3 separate regions of the Mus musculus genome follow, and regions 1 and 2 are each linked to region 3. A link is a contact called in public Hi-C and HiChIP or PLAC-seq data. All regions are on one chromosome and are shown on one strand. Each heading gives the region's core, a stretch centred on a gene start, on an enhancer-like site or on the middle of the called end of the contact. The rest is flanking DNA. Distances are from core to core; before and after follow the strand shown. Region 1 overlaps Slc6a9 (solute carrier family 6 (neurotransmitter transporter, glycine), member 9). Region 2 overlaps Ptprf (protein tyrosine phosphatase, receptor type, F). Region 3 overlaps St3gal3 (ST3 beta-galactoside alpha-2,3-sialyltransferase 3).

Region 1 (3,377 bases), core at 584-3,083, 140 kb after region 3:
TCGATCTTGAGGGAGTGGACACTGGCAAATGGGTTGGGCGGCAAAAAGGAGAGAGGCCCATGAATGCTCGAGGCTAGCTAGCGGTGAAGAGGAGGTAAGGAAGACACTCTCCAGCCCCAGTTTCTTCATCACAACACCAGCCCGAGACACAGGAGAGAACTAGGTAAAACTGGCTCCTTTCTTTCCTGTCAGTATTGGTCCCATTTGGAGGCTGTTTCCCCCTGCTCAGCATCCTTAGCTATGCTAGATCAGCTCTCAGATCTCATGCAGACATGTTTAATGACCTGGGATGAGATATGACTTTGGATCTTCATGGACAATGTTGTCAGAGCTGGAACTTGGTGTTTGCCTGCCTGACACCCAAGTGTACTTAAACAGCCTCCTTTTGGCTTTCGACCTTCGTCCCAGCCCACCCTTAACAGCATGGCCTGTAGAGGGTGCTGTCCAACTTCTCCCCCCTCTGCCCAATTCTCTCAACTGTCAGTGTCTGAGGCTGACAAGACCCTCTCCTTGCTCAGTCACACAGGAATCAGCAGTCAGAAGGGAGAGGTCCAGGATTCATAGGGTCACTTTGGCCTTGCTTTCCTGCCTTTTCCCTCTTCGGGGCACACACAGAAAACAACTCTATTGGCCCACTGAGATAGACAGACAAGGCCATTCATAGCTGAAGGCAACGGCCTAGGGGTGGCGGCAGCCTAGGCCAGGCCTGCCTGGGTGCTCCTATGTCAGACACCAGTGCTGGTGAAGTGGGACCTTCAGAATAACCACAGGCTCCCTCTGCTTCTATTGATTCACGTTTCCCAAGTGCCAACATTCAAGTCAAGAAAACCCTTGTCACTTAAAGGATTGAAAGAACAAACTTTCCCGAATAGCACATGCTAAAATGGCAGCCCGCGGTGTTATTTTTAGTGCATGAGTACAGCGTTACTGTACTGGGCTGCAGAGCTCAGATGGTTAGCCTGGGAACCATCGAATGAATTCTAGCTTTATTTTAGGTTGTACCACATTTAGTTCTTGTTTTTCTTTGGACCATGTGCTTTTGAGCCAAACAATTAACCTCAGAGCGCTTGGAACGTGACTTATTTGTAAGCTGGCTCCTGATGCACGCCCTCTTAAGATTATTCTGCCTCTCCCACCCCTTTTCTTTACTGAGGCTAGGTCTACTAGGGAGCACAGCTGGGCTTTAACTCTATACTCTCCTGCCTCAGCCTCCCAGTAGCTGAGACTACAGGCGGGCCACCACAATCACCTCTTTTCCTGCTTGACATTTCTCCAGATATGAGTAAGATCCTGCCTCAAAGGGGAGCAGGGGGCAGAAGTGACACATGGACCTTTAATCTCAGCATTTAGGAGGCAGAGAGGCAAGAGGCTCTCTGTGAGTTCAAAGCTAGCCTGGTTCTACATAGGGAGTTCAGACCAGCCAGGGCTATATAAGACCCTATGTCAAAAACAAAATAAAACAAGCAAAAGATCCTAAACTCCATATATATAGAGAGATCTTGTTTTCTTGAGTGGACAGTAACTGGCTTAAAGAGAGAGACTGCCTCTTCTGATTGTTCACAGATCCAGCCCCTTGAGCCCTTGCCGCTGAGCTCTGGTTTTTATACCACGTTAGCATGTGTCACCTCTGCAGCAACGAGGGAAGAATTATAGCCATCCAGATTTGAGGGGTGAACACCCAAGACTTAGGGAGATTTGGTAGCCTCCCATGAATACACAGTGGGCCAGTGGGAGACCCAGGACTTGAGATGTCAGTGTGACAATGAAGCTGGAATGAGACACCAGGGTGGGGGTGGGGTGGGGCTGGGATCAGAGTCCACGGTGTCGGGTGCTGGCTGCCACAGAGGCTGTGGAGCCGAGTGGCTGGTCATGAGCTTAGAACTTGGAAGCAACACTCAAACCAGCACAGAAGAGTGTAAAACAAGTCTGGGGAGAGGGCAACAAGGGTAAGCAGGGAGGAGTGGCTGGAAACCTGGCCTTCCAGAGTCTCTTGATTTAAAGGCCTCTGTTTGTCTGTCTGTCTATTTTTGTTTAGGTACTAGAGATCAAAGCTAGGACCTCAAACACTAGGCAAGCTTTACCACAGAGCTACACCCCAGTCGTCCTCGTCTTTCTGGTAGCCTGCTGTCTTCATTCATAAACTGATAACTACATCATGCCACTTTTCAAAGGAACACCTCGGATTAGGAACACTGGCAGAGCACCACTGGCCTGGGAGCACACAACCAGGCAGAGCCAGGGCGGGGCCTGGTACACACAGCCCAGCCATGTCCAAAACTGTTTAGTTTCTTAACCTTGGATGTCAGTCTATACATCTGAAAACAGAGCTAACAAGGCTTGCTGAGATAATGCACTGCCACCTAGTGAGTAGGAGTACCAGTTCCTCCTCCCTCCTCCAATCAGAGAAGCCTGGGCAGCTCTATTCTTCTCCTCTGGTGCTCGAGAGAATCCAACACAGGGCTTTGGGCTCCTTCCAACCACACTGCTCCCTTAAGGACCATTTCTCAGCCACACCTGTTGATGCAGGCCAACAACCTCAGCTTCTCTAGAGCTTGGGCAGGAGGAGCACAAGTTCAAGACCAACCTCAAAATGAAAATGTAAGAAGGCGGCTAGGGACAGAGCTCAGGGATGAGGCATTTGCCTGGCATGCATGGATCTGGGCATGGGGCAGTGGTCAATCACCAGTAGAGCAGGGAGAAAATATCTTTCCAGGCTCTCCAGGAGGTGGCAGCAGGGAGCCACTGGGGGGTAGGAACTGAGCTAGGTAGGTAGGCCTGGCACAGCCCCAGGTGCGGAGCAGGGCCCAGCTGTCCCCTCAGTATGCCCCGCTAGGCAGATTCTCTGAGAGCTATTCCCCACTGATTCCACTGGCTCCAGTCTCAGGAGCTTTGCCCCTGAGGCAGGCAACACTGGAGCATCTGCCTGGGCTAAGGTTGGCATGCAGGGTTTGTGCTTTGGGGAGCTCCAGGGAAGTTCATATTCTGCCTTTCCGTCTGGGCCATCCTGTGCGCATCACACCCCTGGTGGACAGTTCATCTGATTGGGTGAGATTTCTCTCTCCCTTTCTTCCTCATCTCCTCTCTGGGAGTGGCCCCTCCCCACAGCTGTGTGGGATTTGCACTTTCAGCACTGGATTTAGAGGACCTGCTACAACTTCTGTGCGCCCAGAGCCATGCACACCTCACCTTTGGCCTCCATCACACAGCAGGGAAATGGTCAAGCCTTTTGGCTGCCGTAGAAGCTGGCACCATATGATGGTGCCATCCTTGTCTCTTTTCTCAGTGTCCCATTTGTTCCCAACCTTGGCGTCAGTTTGCCTCCTTGTGGCCTCTGTGCCCACCTACTTGTGAATTCCTCCTAACTCTTTCCTCCCATT
Region 2 (3,408 bases), core at 61-2,560, 230 kb before region 3:
CTCTGCCTGGCCCCTAGTGCCTAGCGGGCCACCACGGAAGGTAGAGGTTGAGCCTCTGAACTCCACTGCTGTGCATGTCTCCTGGAAGCTGCCCGTCCCCAACAAGCAGCACGGACAGATTCGTGGCTACCAGGTCACCTATGTGCGGTTGGAGAATGGTGAGCCCCGAGGCCAACCCATCATCCAGGATGTCATGCTGGCTGAGGCTCAGGTATGTCATTGACGGTGCTAGGTGGCAGGGTAAACAGTGACCAGTGTGTCACAGTGACCCCCTAGAGCCCAGATTTGTCCCTCCAATGCCTGCCCTCAGAGGTGGTTATGCCTTTTATGGTCATTGGAGCTGCCTTGGACTGTCTGGGCAGGAGTTATTGAGATCGGGAGGTGAGGCTCATGTTCCAGAGACTTTGTTCTTCTGTTAGGATTGTTAAGCTGTGCTAACCTAGGTCCTGCTACCCCCTCCACCCAGGTAGCAGTCTTAGTTGCCAGTGCTCACGGGGCTGCTCCCAAAGACCCCCAGGCTCCTTGCACAGCACACTGGCTTCATCCTTGTGGTTTGCAGAAAGCACATTTGCTGTGGCTTTGAGCTGAACTGCTGTCCCAGGCAATACTGTTCTTAGCATCACCTGGACTGCACAGCCAGGGGCAGACAAGACTTTTCTCCATCCTCCATGGCCTCAAGCCAGTGACTGAGGCAAAGCTCTGCAAATAATGACCTGAGTGTCACTCTGCTCTTGACCTGAGTGTTTCTCTCCAGGGCTGGACCTGCCAGCCCTTTTCTGTTGGAAGCTTCTGTCTTCCTGGGGCATCTGCCCACAGGCTTACAGTGAGGTCAGTATTCTGACCCCCACCTTGCTAGTCCATCAAGGAGCACCGAATACTGTGAGATTATATGTGTGGCCAGAATGAGCCAGCATGTAGGTGGCAGGGATTGGAGAGGAACCAAGTCTCTACCCTGGGAAAGGACTAATCAAGTATAGGAAAAACTGTGTTGTCTGTCCTTGGTCTCCCTGTCTAGAACCAGGTCCTGATGATTCTTGGGCCAGCTTCAAGTCCCAACAGAAAGATCCTAGATTCCCTCCCCAACCAAGTGGGAACCCCATATTCTGCAGGCTGTGCTGAGGGATGAACCCCCACACAGACAAACTGCTTTCATACCTTTGGCTAAGCTCCACCCTCTGAGCCAAAATTCTTTTCTACCCAGAGGGTACCCTCTTTCTTCTCCCAACCTGTCTATGCTGAAGGACCCAAGGGTGGGGGAGGTGGGTGTGTTCATCAGCCTGCATTCCTGGGGCAGGTTGAGGGCTCCTCACAAAGTCTCAGCAGACACACCCGCTCAGAAACATCCAGAGAATGACTCCATCCAGCCCCTCCCATCCTAGGAGTCTGGCGCCACAGCTGCAGCCTCTGTGGTTTCAGGAAAGTCACTTCGAGTACTTTTGTGTGCTGGTCCCCAAGAGTTTGAAGGGGGTTGGGTAATAAGACCAGGGACATTGTCCCCATATTTGTGTTCTTTACAAGGAATATGCCCAAGCAGGCTCCAGGGAGGCCACGGAAGACAAGGCCTGCCCTTGTAGCCTTCCACCCCCTGGGACTTTGTCATTCTGCTTTGGGCCAGTGGGAGACCAGATGGTGCACTTATCCAGCCTGGCCCCAGGGCCTAGGTATCCCCTGTGTGACTCTTTTCAAGGACACCCCAGCCTGCCCTTATCCACCCAATAGAACCATCTGTGCAGCCCTGGGCCCCAGTAAGATCAGAAAGAAGCATGTGGTGTGTATCCCCACCAGATGTGCATAGCCCAGCCTGCCTCCCCTGTGCTCCCTCTAGATGAGACTCGCCACCCTCCGCCCCCTTTTTGTCCCTTCCTTTTGTCTTTTCTCTCACTGTAGGAGTTTAGTCTAGCTACTCTCCATCCCCTTTTCCTTCTCTCCTCTCCCTACTCCTCTTACAGCCTCTTCCTTTCCCACCTACCCCTCTGTCTTTTTCCTCTCACTACCTGACATAGGAGGGGCTACCTGCGATAGCTTCACACCAGGGCTCCCCTCAAGTAAGGAATCCTAACTAGACCTGGTTCCAGCCCGCTCTGATAATTCCAGGACTCTATAGCCTCTCTATATTCTGTCGCAAAGACTGTGACAGAACTGTCTCAAATAGCAGGAGCTCAGGCCACTCCAGCACCAGGCTAGTGGACAGGCCAGACCAGCTTATATGAGGGTGATCTGGCTAGAGGACTCCAAACAGGGCCTGTCCCTCACTAGCCAACTCCTAGTTTCAAGACCACAAGGCTTCACATTAGAGTCCTCACTCCATATACCTGTTCACCCAGCATACCAGTGCACGCTGGCATTAGAATTTACCACTGCCAGCCAAGAAACTAGTTTTCCTATTTTGACTCCAGGCACCTGTAGAATCGAAATCAGGGGTGTGGGGTCTCCTTGTGGCTTTGGGGTAATGCCCAGGCTCTGAGCTGGCTACTTACCCTTTATTATCTCTCTGGCAAGCCTGACTCTTGGCCCACTCCAGCGGTAAGTCCAGCACTTGTGTTCTAGGACACTCAGCTCAGGTGACTCTAATTTAGTGTCTCAGCTGAAAGCAGGATGCATGGATGGATGGATAAGTGGATGGATGGATAGGTAGGTAGAAAGAGAGAGAGAGAGAGAGAGGTAGGTAGGTAGAAAGATAATATAGATAGACAGAGGAAGAGAGGGAGGTAGATAGATAGATAGATAGATAGATAGATAGATAGATAGATAGATAGGGGGAGCAAGCTGAACAACCATAGCAGGACATTGGGACTCTAAGCACATATCTTCCCTCTGCCTAAGCTGTCAAGTCTATCTCTACATCTGACAGTCCACCATGTCTCCCTGCCCTCGACAGGCCTGGTGCACACAATTGGTGCTCAATGATGCAGGAACTTGTGTCTTTGAGTGGGCACTGGTCCTGGGCTATCACCTCAGTGGGTACTTCAGAGCTATCTATCAGTTCTCCATGGGCCAGGTCCTCTCCAGGCCAAATCCTTCACCATCCTGTCTCCCTTTTTCTCCTTCTCCCGCTGTCAGTGGAGACCAGAGGAGTCCGAGGACTATGTAAGTAACAGGTGTGCAAGCACGGGCAAGACTGGGTCAGACTGGGCTCATGGGACACTCCCCCTCTCCCAGCCTGTGTTGCCGAGATCCACAGGGCACCAGCCACATCCAGAGAAAATTGGCGTGTAGACATGAGCACCAGGCTGAGCAGTGATTGGCGTTTCCTCTAATCCGTACTCCTCGCCTGTCGAGCAGCAATTTGAGGCCAATGTTCACAATCGACCAGGACCTGGCCCCTGCTCTGGCCAGACGGGGATGGAGTTAAATCCAATCCCGATCGTTAGGCCTTATTGATCCCTAGAGTGAAAAATCACCTGCTCA
Region 3 (3,730 bases), core at 147-2,646:
TGTTCTTTAGCATCCAGTGTAACTAACTTTACCCTTATAGTGACTCCTTCAGAGGCCCTAAAGCTACATGCCCAGTCAGTCTCCTAGCTTTCACAGGGGGACTTTAGTAGATGGCTGGACTTGTGCGCTGTTGTTTGTTTCTTTCTTTCTTTGTTTTGGGAAAGGCCTTCTTTCTTAGAGGCCTGGAGAGCCATACAGTTTAGTATGGGACTTATTATTAAATCACTGTGTGCTATCTCTGGTTGTGAGTTTGTGCGCTAGGCTTCAATTGTGTCACTGCTCCCAAAGCAGAGTGCAGCTGCTGTGGAAAGCAAGAAGGCAGAAGCTTGCAGTTGGTATAGCAGACAGAGGATTTTACCCTGCTGAGGGTCACTGCATAAGGATCACACTCCAGATTCCTGCCTATGGTCCCGAAGCCTATCTCTCCAAGGCTGCTCACCTTAGCTGATGGTCAGGTCCAGTCTTTACAGAAGTCTCTGATTCTGGTGGAGACGCCCCGTCATAGGGCAGATCAAGGTGATGTCTCTCCAGATGTTCAGAGCATCATTGCTCTTGATCTCGACTTATATACTTGCCTGGTGGGACATCATGGGGTTCTGGGTCTGGTTATCTTGAGTGAGTGACGTCACTGAGTTCTGGTTATCAGGTGCAGCCTTGGGTGTAATGGGATCCTGACTAAGTTATTTTTATATCTCTAAAAGGCATTTTTACTATGCTCGTCACAGCTGCCCAGGTCAGGGCCTGGGGAACTTCCACCTGAGGGTGGGGCAGGTGAGGCAGGCAGCAGCCTCAGCAGAATGCCCCAGATTGGGTATCAGTCATCTTAGAATCTGTGGTGTATACTGGGATGAAAAATGATACAACCCGGTCCTCGGCACAGATTTCCACAGACAGACTAACAGCAATCACAGTGAGTTCATGCTGATGAGTCTAATTGAGATGGGGCTTAGGTTTTCCACGGGTGTTTAGTTTCCCTGCGGTTCTTTGCTGTATTTTGCACAGTTATCATGCTGGGGCAGAACTGAAGTGTAGAAAACAGAGCCATTCGGTCCTTCGCAGACCTTGAGAAGCATTGGACCATGCTGGGAAGAGCACAGGCTCAGGATGAGGGTGGGACCTGTGTGCCTGCTGAGTAGTGCAGGGAGACACTTATCCCAGCTTGTATACCCTGGAAAGGCCAGCGGCCTCTAAGGCCTTTAAATGAGAGCAAGAAGAGGTCAGCCTGTAACTGAAGTGTGGTAGGAAGACGAGACACTGCTGAGGGCAGCTTCTTCCTCAGCAGACCCAGCTCCAGGCTCCCAGCCGCCAATTAGCAGGAGCCCCGGGGCGCTTAGCAGCTGGCCCAACCCCTGGTGCGAGCAGGCGGGCTACATTCCTGTGGTATTTGAAGACTGATCTCGTCAGATTAGCAGCTTTGCTTGTTTTGGTTCAGGTACAAGATCCCCACGTGGGGAGCTCTGCTGCGCGTGAGGAGAGAAAGCTGTTGAAAGCAAGAGCGTGATTGCGATTGCCGGCTTGCAAACCTTGCTGTGCTCCTGGCTCCTCTCAGAGGGGGAGCTCTTGTCTCTGTCCCTTCCATTACTCAAGTCCCTAGGGTAGAAAACAGGATGGCTGACCGCACTCAGGAAGTTGCCCACTTTCCCTGTTCATCTGCTCCCAGAGAAGGCTGTCACTGTGTGACTGTCCTCCACAAATGGCCAGAGATAGAAGAGAGAAACCTGGCCTAGACCCCAGTTCTCCCCAGGGGAGGCGGGACTGTAGCTCATGCCTGCCTGTCCTGGAAAAACTCTGCTAGGCTCTGCCTGATAATACAGAGATCCCCATTTCTGCAAGGGAGCTGGGCTTCATGGTTTACATCTGTAATTCTCACTTGGGGAGACTGAAGCAAGAGGATTTTGAAAGTTCAGAACCAGCCTAGGCTATATAATGAATTCTAGGCCAGCTTAAAATAAAATAAATAGAAGTAGCAAGAGGACAGCCTCTGGTAGGGAAGGCAGGTGCCTGACCCCTGACAGCATCGTGAAAGCACAGAGTTAAGCCTGCAGTCAGCTCGTGGCATCTCAGCGCCTTGTGTTGAGCCAGACCTCATCCCCTTTTCCCTCCCCACCCTGGTTCTGAGGGCTCAGATCAGGTTCCCCATAGCCAAACCAATGAGTTGACATAGCTGAAAGACAGACACCGCCACCGTCAGTCACTCTGCTATGCAACCCTCCAGGTAGAACATCTGGGCCGAGGGCCAACTGCAGAGCTCACCCCAAGAAGCAGGCACCCAGTGGGGCAGGACCACCAAAGGGGTAAGGCATGTGCTTGGGGCCTGGGCTTAGAAGCCATCTCTGAGGAGCCTGATGTGACCTCTGGATCTCTTACCTCCAAGGTAACTGAGCACCAAGCTCTGGCCAAGTAAAAGGCTGTTGCCACCTTAGTCTCTGTCACTCCAGCCACCCCGTGCTCATCACCAGGACCAACGGAATTAGGACTTTGTCCAGAATCTGTTCCCCCTTGGAGTGCTCCTGGCCAGCCCCTGTCCATGTCCTTGTGCCTGTCTCAGAGATCATTACGTTCACAAGTACCCCTGCTAGCCAGTGAACTTGGCTCCAGGTCTCCCCTGCTCTGGAGGTAGGAGGCAATAAGAATGACCACTGGTTGGAGTGGGCACCGTGAGTCCATGGTACCTTGCTTATGGCGTCTTTTTTTTTTTTTTTTTTTTTGGTTTTTTGAGACAGGGTTTCTCTGTATAGCCCTGGCTGTCCTGGAATTCACTCTGTAGACCAGGCTGGCCTTGAACTTAGAAATCTGCCTGCCTCTGCCTCCCGAGTGCTAGGATTAAAGGCGTCTTAAGACTGCCAGTCTTATTCAGGGGAAATGAAGACAAATGTAAAAGGCAGCAGAACAGAACCCAGAATGCTGGCGGGAGGGGGGAGGGAAGGCTGTCAGGAAGGTCAGGCTCCCGCCAGCTCTGTCTACTGCAGCCTCAAGTTGTTAGGGGAGAACCTGGGCTTTAGGGTCAGCAGGTGCCCAAGCAGAGCTTCTGCACAGAAGGCACTGTCGGGGAGAGAGGGTAAGCCTGGTTGTCTCATCCCTGGCCCAGTCCTCACACAGGAGCTCAACACAGAAGGAAAGGTCAACCAGTCTCGGCCACAGAATCCCAGAGCCAGCCTCTGTGAGCGCGGTCATTTTGTCCAGCCATAAGCCCCCTTAGAGGCAGGGCTTGGAGGCTGGATAGTCAGAGTCACCTGGAGACAATGGCTTACAGTTGTGGATCCCCTGTTCCCTTCAGCTGGAGAACACTCAGAGATGCCCCCCCATGGGGCGTGCATGACTGGGTTAATTACTGGCTATATCTCAGACCTTTTCTGGGGGTCACCTTGTGTTTGGAGGAATGGGGAGCTTGGTAGCTGAGCAGAGGTGATCTGGCCATGCTCAGATTGTCTCTCGGCACCATAATGATGCTTGCTGGTCAGAATGGGGGGAGGACATCTTTGCCCCATGACCTCACCATGGGTTCAATGATCTTTGTGGGTGGAACCATGCTTAGTACCTTGACCAGGCTCACAGTGGCTCATTATGTTGTCCTAGCAAAGACTGAATGCAGCTGGGACCTTGACTTTCTCAGTCCACACAGGGGAAAAAGAGACATGGGTTTGGAGCCAGGCAAACCTGGGTCTCACTCTTGCTTCCCCACTTACTGAGCCATGTGACCTTGCATTGGTCTCTCAGTCAAGTTGAGCTT

Evidence for each region. A called contact is a pair of places that touch in the nucleus more often than the background predicts. HiChIP or PLAC-seq counts read pairs in DNA pulled down with a chosen protein or histone mark.
Region 1: a contact with region 3 is called in a Hi-C map of liver, with 2.0 times the contacts expected there. The contact joins two enhancer-like sites. A contact is called at or near these places in 1 of 484 Hi-C or Micro-C datasets (liver), 1 of 115 datasets of contacts at active chromatin or transcription factors (pancreatic cancer cells) and 1 of 9 other capture datasets (pancreatic islet).
Region 2: an HNF4G HiChIP or PLAC-seq map of pancreatic cancer cells shows a contact between it and region 3. The contact joins two enhancer-like sites. A contact is called at or near these places in 2 of 115 datasets of contacts at active chromatin or transcription factors (extraembryonic endoderm stem cells and pancreatic cancer cells) and 1 of 9 other capture datasets (liver).

Annotation. Positions count from the first base shown.
Region 1 is chr4:117,858,352-117,861,728 of GRCm38.p6, reverse strand. All of the region lies in intron 5 of Slc6a9 (solute carrier family 6 (neurotransmitter transporter, glycine), member 9), which reads right to left. Among named protein-coding and RNA genes, the nearest start is that of Ccdc24, 12 kb to the left of the region's middle. Within about 2 kb of position 1,833, at least 14 of the 459 cell types and tissues checked have an H3K27ac peak or open chromatin away from gene starts, as enhancers often do. A contact at or near this core is called in liver, where this site is marked.
Region 2 is chr4:118,227,498-118,230,905 of GRCm38.p6, reverse strand. Ptprf (protein tyrosine phosphatase, receptor type, F) reads left to right here. Exons shown (of 33, transcript NM_011213.2): 13 at 18-211. Among named protein-coding and RNA genes, the nearest start is that of Mir7226, 19 kb to the right of the region's middle. Within about 2 kb of position 1,310, at least 43 of the 459 cell types and tissues checked have an H3K27ac peak or open chromatin away from gene starts, as enhancers often do. A contact at or near this core is called in liver and pancreatic cancer cells, where this site is marked.
Region 3 is chr4:117,995,442-117,999,171 of GRCm38.p6, reverse strand. The region is part of intron 5 of St3gal3 (ST3 beta-galactoside alpha-2,3-sialyltransferase 3); the gene reads left to right. Among named protein-coding and RNA genes, the nearest start is that of 9530034E10Rik, 22 kb to the right of the region's middle. Within about 2 kb of position 1,396, at least 139 of the 459 cell types and tissues checked have an H3K27ac peak or open chromatin away from gene starts, as enhancers often do. A contact at or near this core is called in liver and pancreatic cancer cells, where this site is marked.